Linked DNA regions of Mus musculus: region 2 is linked to region 1. Evidence: chromatin contacts called from public HiChIP or PLAC-seq data. All regions are on one chromosome and are shown on one strand. The core of a region is the stretch at or near the end of the contact, and the rest is flanking DNA. Distances in the headings are between cores, read along the strand shown. Region 1 overlaps Thsd4 (thrombospondin, type I, domain containing 4). Region 2 overlaps Thsd4 (thrombospondin, type I, domain containing 4).

What was found. HiChIP or PLAC-seq counts read pairs in DNA pulled down with a chosen protein or histone mark.
Region 2: a contact with region 1 is called in an HNF4G HiChIP or PLAC-seq map of pancreatic cancer cells. The contact joins two enhancer-like sites.

The regions. Positions count from the first base shown.
Region 1 is chr9:60,079,676-60,084,364 of GRCm38.p6, reverse strand. All of the region lies in intron 7 of Thsd4 (thrombospondin, type I, domain containing 4), which reads left to right. Among named protein-coding and RNA genes, the nearest start is that of Gm7616, 130 kb to the right of the region's middle. Within about 2 kb of position 2,209, at least 39 of the 459 cell types and tissues checked have an H3K27ac peak or open chromatin away from gene starts, as enhancers often do. A contact at or near this core is called in pancreatic cancer cells, where this site is marked.
Region 2 is chr9:60,502,459-60,507,147 of GRCm38.p6, reverse strand. The region is part of intron 1 of Thsd4 (thrombospondin, type I, domain containing 4); the gene reads left to right. Among named protein-coding and RNA genes, the nearest start is that of Thsd4, 6.2 kb to the left of the region's middle. Within about 2 kb of position 2,362, at least 50 of the 459 cell types and tissues checked have an H3K27ac peak or open chromatin away from gene starts, as enhancers often do. A contact at or near this core is called in pancreatic cancer cells, where this site is marked.

The DNA of each region.
Region 1 (4,689 bases), core at 960-3,459:
GGCAGAGAGGATGTGTTTCAAAAAGTTTCACCTCCTGGCTCAAGACAAAATTTTGGTTTTAAAATACAGTGGAAGGCAAGTGGGAACCACAGGCATACTGCATGCCCAGAAAGACAGTATTTTAGAGGAGACCACACCAAGATAACCAGACAAATATTCAGTAGGCCTTTGAATATTCCAGATTCTCCCCCAGGGAACTTTTGTAACTGTGACCCCCTTTAATACTGTGTAATAGCCCTGTGTGTTTTTCATCCCTGTAATAAATATGAGAATGCTTGCCATGAAAACAACTAATTTATCCAAGGCTGCACAGGAGCCAAGAAGCACAAAGCAGGTTTTAAGCTGAGGTGTACTAGGCCTAGCCCCACTTCAGTGGAGATCAGGGTGTGTACATGAGCCTCCAGCAGTCCTGTTTATCTTAGTTAGGGTTTTACTGCTGTGAACAAATACCATGACCAAGGCAACTCTTATAAGGACAACATTTAATTGGGGCTGGTTTACAGGTCAGAGGTTCCGTCCATTATCATCAAGGCGGGAACATGGTGGGCGTGGTGCAGGAGGAGCTGAGAGTTCTTTCTGAGCACATCCTCAGAGGGACCTGGTGTTTTACATCTGTCACTGGCAACCAGGCAACTCATTGCTATTTTGTTTTTCCTTTTTCCAATTTGTTCACTATGGGGTGTGCACATTTCTGTGTATAGATGGGCACACGTCTGTGGAAGTGTATGCATTTGTGTTTGCATGCGTGTGGGGGCCAGAGGTTGAAGCTGGCAATCATCTCCATCATTCCTGTACCTCATCCTTTGAGGCAGGGTTCCTCAGTGACATCCAGAGGTCACCAATATGGCTAGAGTCTCCCAGGCCAGCTCTGAAGAGCCTTTCTCTGTACCTCCCAAAGCTGGATTTAGAGGCAGACCACTATGTCCAGCTGGAATTTAAGTGGCTTCTAGGGTCTAAACTCTGGTTTTCACACTTCCATGGCAAGAGTTTTAGCCGCTGGGTTATCTCCTCAGCCGTCTCACGTAGGCCTGCCTGTCCTCAAACTGAGTATGTCTTTAAAGATGACCCCAGGTCTTCCTGCCTCCACTTCTGGGTGCTAGGGTCATGTGGGGTGGCTCTTAGGTCCATTAATTATCCATTGGTCAGTGCTGGAGACATGACACATAGCATGATTTGTAGCTTCCCTCCCCCACCTCCAATTATTCCTTTGTGACAATGATTGACATGCTTTCTTCCCCTCCAGATCCACCCTCATGCTGTCTCTCAAACCCACAGTTTTCAGCCTCCCTGTAAGCTTCTCTTTGTTTTTGTTGTGCCCTGTCCCCATCCAGATCAAAGCCATCATACCCACAGCAGCCAATGTATCCCTTCAGGATTGCTGACCACACAGCCTCTGTATTTCTAGCTCATTTCATCTGTGCTTTGCCCACACAACAGGGTAGGAACATCTGGGCTCTTGGATTCTTGGAGTCACCTTTGCACCCAAGGCTCATGTGGCCAGGTGTCCTGCATGTTCCCAGAGGGGCCTCCGCCCACCCTTGGCCAGCTTTCTATCTCCTGCCTCAAGTTTGAATGTCTGGATAGTTTCTACTTTCTGAGTCTCAGACGTATGTGTCTTTGAAAACTGGCTCTGTTTCTATCACAGTCTTCCGTTTATTTAAATATGTGCTATCTAACTATACTCTAAAACATCCCCCACCATGAAAGAGAAACTAAACAGATCAAAAATAAATAAATAGATAAATCACCCTTTAATCAGTGCTCACTGTCTTAATGGGGGCTTCAGACAAACTCCTCTTAGGGGAAGGGATGAGCACAGAGCTGTTTGCAGGGAGGGGGAGCAGGCATGTGAAGTTGGCTTGGAGCACCACTCTGTCTTGTCACGGCACTGCCTTTGATCTTTAATTTGAGCCATTCTGGGCAGGGCTCTGTGCACTCTGAAAACACGCTGTGTGATTAAAAAATGTGCACTGCATCAGCCAAAACATTTGTTTATATTTTACCCGCAATTTCAGGGTTCTTGTTTCTTGTCATGCTTTCCCTGAGAACTCTCTTTATGTAATTAAAGAGGTGTGAGTGCTCTGAACATGACTGTGCAGGAGAATGTGAAGCTGGGGTCCTTGGTCTGAAGACAGAGAGAGGCCCTCTCAAGCATGGAGTCCACAAGACATGACTAATCGACCTCCAAGTGTGAAGGCCACAGGGCATGACTAATCGACCTCCACTGCATTGTTTGAAGATGGTCACAGAGGGCTGGGAATATAGCTCAGTGGTATGTGCCTTACTTTGCATGCAAGTACTTTGCATGCCCTTTTACAAGGCCCTGAAAAAAAAAAAAGAAGGAAGGAAGGAAGGAAGGAAGGAAGGAAGGAAGGAAGGAAGGAGAGGGGAGGGGAGGGGAGGGGAGGGGAGGGGAGGGGAGGGGAGGGGAGGGGAGGGGAGGGGAGGGGAGGGGAGGGAGGATGGATGGTAACACCAACCCACAATACCCAGAGAAGAAAGAGCCTCACAAAGACTGAGGTCCTCTAAGCAGAGCCCTAGTGTTCCTTGGGAAATTAAACTCATGAATGTGTGTCTCCATTTCCAACAGTAATTTCTCCATAGTAACATCCCCCTTTGCCACAGAGATGCCCTGTGCATTGCAGGACTTTCATCAGCATCCACAGCCTCTGTCCACCAGATGCCAATAGCACACCTCCCTTGCTGCCAGTTGTAGAATCAAACTTATCTCCAGATATTTCCAAATGTTGTCTTGGGTGCTTGAAGTTCCTCCAGCAAAGAAGGCTTGGGCCACTTTAGTTTCATTAACTAGGGAGCAGGAAAGGCAAGGCAAGGCAAGGCAAGGCAAACAGCCTTACCAAATACCTGTGTCTCTTTTCCTGGCCTTGCATAGTGGCTGGTAGAGCTCATGAGATAAAGAAGGCCTATGCCTTTTTTTTCCTTCCAGGGTGTCAGGAAAGAAAGAGGGGAGGAGACTGGATGACAGCTCATATCCCAGTATCATCCTTAGCTTCAGCTGTCAGCTTGACACAAACCTAGAGTCAGTCACCTGGGAAAGGGGCATCTCAGCTGAGAAATCGCTTTCATCAGACTGGCCTGTGGACGTGTCTGTGAGGCATTTCTCTTTATTGTTAGTTGGTGTAGGAGGGCCCAGCTCACTGTGGGCGGTTCCATCCCTAGGCAAGTGGACCTGAACTTACTGGTAAGCAGGACTCCTTCATAGTGGCTGTTTCAGCTTCTACTTGCAGGCTCCTGTCTGGAGCTGTTGTGACTTCATGATGGAGGAGAACCTGTAAAATGAGATAAACCATTTTCTCCCCAGGTTGTTGTTAGTCTTGGTGTTTATCACATCAGCAGAAAGCTAAGAGCAGCCAGTCTGTAAGAGGAGGATCCCTAAAGGGAAAGAAAGGGTCTTAGGCACTGAAACCTAAAACACTCGCAGAGATAGGGCTCTTTGGTCTAGCAGTCAGCCCTTCTCAATGCCCACAGTTCTAGTTAACTGGGAAATAGGAAATATTTCAGAGTGTCAGTTGAGGGCAGCAGCTCTGTTGGTAAAGTGCTTGCTTGCCGTGTAAGGAGGAGAACCTGAGCCCAATCCATAGCACTCAATGTGAAAAATCTAGGTACAGTGATATGAGCGATGTGAGCTTGTAATCCCAGCTCGGGAGGGGTGGGGACATGTGGATCCCCAGTGCTTACTGGGCAGCCAGTCTTGTATAATCAGCAAGTTCCAGGCTATGGAGAGATCCTGTCTCAAACAACAGGGTCTGAGAGATAACGTTCAAGGTTGACTTCTTGCCTTCACTTCTGTGCCTGACACATGTACATTCATTCATTCATTCATTCATTCTCTCTCTCTCTCTCTCTCTCTCTCTCTCTCTCTCATACACACACACACACACACACACACACACACACACACACACACAGTGGGTATCTTGTGACAACCCACTGTTTTCCTCTGTAATGTATAAGATTCATCCTTAAGAGAGAAGCCAAGCAATAGGACACTTGGGTTTCTAGGTTTCCAGTCATACCACCCAGGACCCTGAGCTACAGATGTGTGACCACTTCACACTGTTATTTCTACTATCACAGGGAAATGGCATGTTTAACTTCTGGGCTCATGTCTTATGAACAGAAAGAGCTTAGGAAAATGAACGGCTTGACCTCACTAGGCCTCAGTTTCCCCATCTGTCAAATGAGTAATCATCAGACCTGCCTCCAAGAATAAGATAACCCAGCAAGCACTGGGGGGGGGGGGCACTCTAGGGACATCAGCTTCTATTGCTGACTATTCTTGGGCACCAACATGAGGGCTCAAGAAGTCCTGCTCTGTATTCCATGGAAATGTTTTCTGAATGGTTGCCTCCCCCTTCCTGCCAGAGCTCTGGGCCACCTTCCTGTAATGTCTACCTTTCTTTGCCACTCAACTGATCTTTGTTTAGGTGTGTCTAGAGTCATTGTCTACTCATGACCATTGCCTGCAGTTTTCTACAACCAACAGGCTAAAATCCAAATGCCATACGGTCAGAATAGAATCCTTAGGCAACGCTGTGGTCCTCCAGCATGCTGGAATCGTTAGCTGTGGTTCCCATGACCAAAGAGTGCTGACTGGCTTTCCATGCCTGGATTCTGAATGCCTGTCTTGTTTTCAAGCCACTCTCAGTGTTGGTCAAATGAAGTTCC
Region 2 (4,689 bases), core at 1,113-3,612, 420 kb before region 1:
CAATGTGACCCCCGGTCACAGAGGTCAGGATGAGAGAACACCGGTCAGAGTTTGTGGTGCTTGTGCTATTGCTAGCAATTTTTCCAGTGTCTGCTAGAGTGAGCCAGGAAAGGGAGACAGATGTGAATGGAGTCCCCGCAGTGCTGATGGGGTTCAAGTGACGGGTCTGTTAACAGCTTTCTTCTTCCGAAGCTCAATTTCCCTTCATAGTTTTGCTTGAGCTCAGTTTCCTTAGAAGCCACCTTAGTTTATGTGCTGGGCATCTCTTTGGTATTGACTTAATCTTTTAATCACCATACCTGATTCCAGCTTGACCTAATGCTGGCCTGTCATGGATCCTGTCAAGAACATAAGTCTAAGGTGCTCAATTTCTGCTTCTCTCTGAAGGGCCAGTCAGAGCTTCCAGCACACAGGCTGCAGCTGTGGTTGCTACAAATCATTGACCAGATTTCTGTTGCTTTAAAAAAGAAAGAAAGAAAGAAAGAAAGAAAGAAAGAAAGAAAGAAAGAAAGAAAAGAAAAGAAAGGAAGGAAGGAAGGAAGAAAGGAAGAAAGAAAGAAAGAGAAAAGAAAGATGGATGTAATACAAACCTGGTGGTGTAGGCCTCAGGGCAGAGCAGGAAAAGGCAAATTCATCCCCCTGACACTTGGAAGTACCAAGGGCAGAAAGTGGACCCAGCTAATTTATGGCTCATGCTCACGAGCAGGCGTGCAGGGAACTGGGGAAAGATCCTAGACTCAAGACCAGAGCTGGCAGGCAGTGAGTTGGGCAGAGCACAGCTTACACCTCCCCTGGCTGGAGCCCAGCTGCAGCCTGGGTGCTGTGCAGCGGAGAATGTTGGCCATCAGGCCTTTGGGGAATGTACAGTTGATGCTGAGTGCCGGGGGAGGCTTCAGAGCCGTTTGACATTAGATTATGAGACAGTAAATAATTAGCACTCTTCTATTTACATTTTTTTTCTATAGGTTTTTGGCTTTTCTTAATGTGCTTTTTTTTTTTTTTAATGGGGATAGGGATTGGTACCCAGGAACATGCATAATTTTGTATACATGGGTTTTTTTTTCTAATAGAAAAACCATGTTATCCATAACTCAGCTCTGAAGTTTCACCAGGTCCACTTGTGAGTGAGCATGTCATGTCACTTGCTCTCTAGGAATTTGTTCTTGTATTGTTAACACATACGTGAACCCTCCTTCCCTGGGGTGTGTGTGTGTGTGTGTGTGTGTGTGTGTGTGTGTGTGTGTGTATGGACACAGATGCTCTGCAGAATGACAAAGGCATTATAGGTAATGGGACATAGATTCTAATGAAGAAAAGGCAGGCTAAGACCCTAAGTCAGAAGAAGGGGAAGATGGTCTGAGCTGACACTCTCCTTGTCCCAGGGTTACCTTGCTTTTGGCCAGATCGTCCTAACGTAGGTGTTAGGAATGGTATAGCTCACTGTTGAAGCTCAGGACAGCCCGTTGGAAAAGTTGCAGGTCCCATGCAGAGCTGGGCAGAAGCAGTCTGCTCTTTTTCCTTTGATAGCCCCAAGCCAGGCAGTATAGTCTGTTCATGGAAGAGGATTCTTGGAGAAGTTGTAACTGATTTGGGGGAACAGCTGGATTCGTCAGCCTCTAGGTGTCTGAATCCTAGGGAGGGTTACCTGTGACCCAACTATTTCCTGGGTGTTCAGGGCTTTAGAACTACACATCTCTGAAGCACTTAGAAACATGTAGTGTTTGCTACTACAGACCACCACTGCTGTTCAGATCCCCTGCTGGCAGCCTACCTTGAAGAGAAGACCCTCCTGGTGAGGTAGAGTGCTAGCCTTGGATGTCACCCAAATGGGTACCTGCTGTGCATGAGCGCTGTGCCAAGCACCAACTCAGAAAAGAGGAGGAAGTCTTAATGGTAACAATACACTGTGACAGCAGCTGAACTGGAGTTCCTTTTATGAGATTTAGACTGAAACAATGTCACAAAGCTGATGGACTTCTGTGGTCAGGCAGATGATGAAGCCAGAGGAGAAAGTCCCTCCCCTTTGATCTGATACGTCTTCTGACGCTGAACAAGGCAATGCTCCAGAGGCCGGCACACATGGCTCATGCATTTGAAACATCCTGCCTGCCTTCCTGCCTGATTATTTCGACACTTGAATATTTTCCCTAGTTACCTGGGAGACACTTTTTCCTTTTAGGGTTGAAAACAAACATAAATCCACAGCAGTGTTAATGACCGTGAAGGTGATGCTGTCTGTGCGGTCACCAACTTTCTCCAGGTGAGGAAGGAGCTGCCAGGGTGCTTTCCCTTGATGGAGAACAAAGCCGGTGGCGAGCTTTACTTGCTAGGAGCCAGAGTGTTTGAATGTATTGCCACATTTTTTTCCTGACTCACATTCTGTGTGTTTCCTCGTTGCTCAGGGTGAGCTAGTCGTTCTGCAGTATGGGGGATCCATGGGAAGAAATGAGTTTTGTGGCTGAGTGACAAGAGGAAAAAAAAGGGCTGGGCCCTATGACGTGACACGGTGGGAGGAAAGACCATCAGCCAAGGACAAATTGGTCGGGGAACATTCCTCTGGCTGTCCTCCATCCAGGGGAGAAGAAGCTGGGGATGTGACAAGGTCAGGGGAGGCCCCAAGGTCAGTTTCAGTGGACACCCTGTGGCCTGGGGCTGGATTTCCTGAAAGGGCTGTGTGGGTTCCTGACTGCCTGGAGAAGATTTGAGAGGTCAGAGCCTCTACAGAGGCAGCAGCGTCTGTCTGTATCTGCAGTGGTTAGTCTGTCTGCCTACTCCCAGGCCTCTCTGTGAATATCTGCTGAACATGCGTGGCAGCATCTCCAGAGAAAGGAGAGAGTCCTGCCCTCTGCTGTGTAAAGCTCTGGCTGGGGAGCTGGCAAGAACGAAGACGCGAGTTCAGTTCCCCGGCACTCACAGAAAAAGACAGATGAGGGATCTGTAATCCCAGCACTGCTGAGGTGGAGACAGGTGGATTCCCGGAGCTTGCTGGCCAGCCAATGTCGCCAAACAGGACAGCGGCAAAGCTCAGTGGCAGGTCTTATCTCAAAAAATGAGGTGAAGGGCTGGACAGATAGATGGCTTGCTTGGCTGTTAAATACTAGACATACAGGCCAGAAGATGGGAATTTGGGTCCATAGAAACCCATGTGAAACAACAAGGGGGTGTGGTATCTGCTTGTAATTCCAGCCTTTGGAGGCAGAGCTGGGTTCTCCAGAGCAAGCTGGCTAGCAAGACTAGTCATATTGGAAAGCTCTGCGTTTGATAGAGAGTCCCTGCCCCAGTGAAAAGGGAAACTGATCAAACATGATTCCACTTATCTATGCCTGTGCATAAAGATGTAGAGGAGGAGGAAGAGGAGGAGGAGGAGGAGGAAGAGGAAGAGGAAGAAGAAGAAGAAGAAGAAGAAGAAGAAGAAGAAGAAGAAGAAGAAGAGAACAACAACAACAACAATGACAACAACAACACACACGAAACATGAAAAAAAGGGATAAAAATAAGGTGGCTAGCAATTAAGGAAGACATTTGACACAGACCTCTGGTTTCTACATGTGTGCACATCCCAGTAAGAGAAGAACATCATGTTTATCATTCAGCCACTCGTCCATCCATCCAGCCAGCTTTTTCTTGCTCCCTGCCTTCTCCCAGGCAGTGTATCTGGATGCTGGTGTTTATAACGGTAATTACAGTCTCTTGCCTTTAGAGACTGTATCTATATCTATCTGTTGCCTTTAGAGACCTTCCTAACTCTCTAGGAGCAAGTGTAGGCAGATGGTGTCTGATACCTGTTCAAAGACAAGAGTTCCTTCTCTTAAGGTTCGAGGCTGTGCCCCTCCCTCTCAGCTGGCATGTTTGCACATTATTTTATTAGTTAACAGTTAATGCTAACTGTTGCTGCCATGCCCAGCCTTTTGACATTGCAGTAGGACGTTGTTGTCTACAAAGTTCACTATTGAGAACGATGCAACTCTAGTTCCAATCAATCAATCAATCAATCAATCAAAGAATCCTTATAATGTTTTAAAGAAATGTATAATTGAGTGTTAGGCTGCATTTGTAACTGTGCTTGGCTGCATGTAGCCGGCGGGCTGCCGGTTGGACAGCCTAGAATGCTATGCCTTCTTCTGCCTGCTCAGGGTAGCCTGTTCTGTTTAAGCAGGGCTCCCTTGAAGAAACAAAGCCTCGTTTTCTGCCTCCTGCTTTTGGGCATTATTTCTAGCAGCTTTTCCCCTTCTCCGGCCAAAGCTTCCTCCTACCCATAGTGGTTTCTTTGTTGGGGTATGGGGACACCCATGTCTCCTCAAGGAACAGTATCATCTCTTCCCAGTAGCTCTAGAGCTTGGTCTTTACTTTGTGGCTTGCCACAGGCGCAACTGGACCCTCAGTCCTCAGCCCTCTGCCATTTTCCCATCCTCTCTATAGGGCAAGGTTCATCCATTCCAAACATATTAAGCTCCATGACAACTCTGGAAGCTTTCATCATTTTCAGCCCTTTCCCCCAGGCCTCGTCCCTTATCCAGATGTTGCTTTCCCAGTTTGTTTATGGGTTGGATAGCACATTGCGCCCCAAATCAGGTGCTTAGTGAGAGATGGTTTTCAGTCTTCGTCAGCTACCCTATATTTGGAGACACGGGTGGCTGGGACATGGCCAGGCTCCTTCTAAAATCCTTGACCCTGGTTCTTTGCTTATGA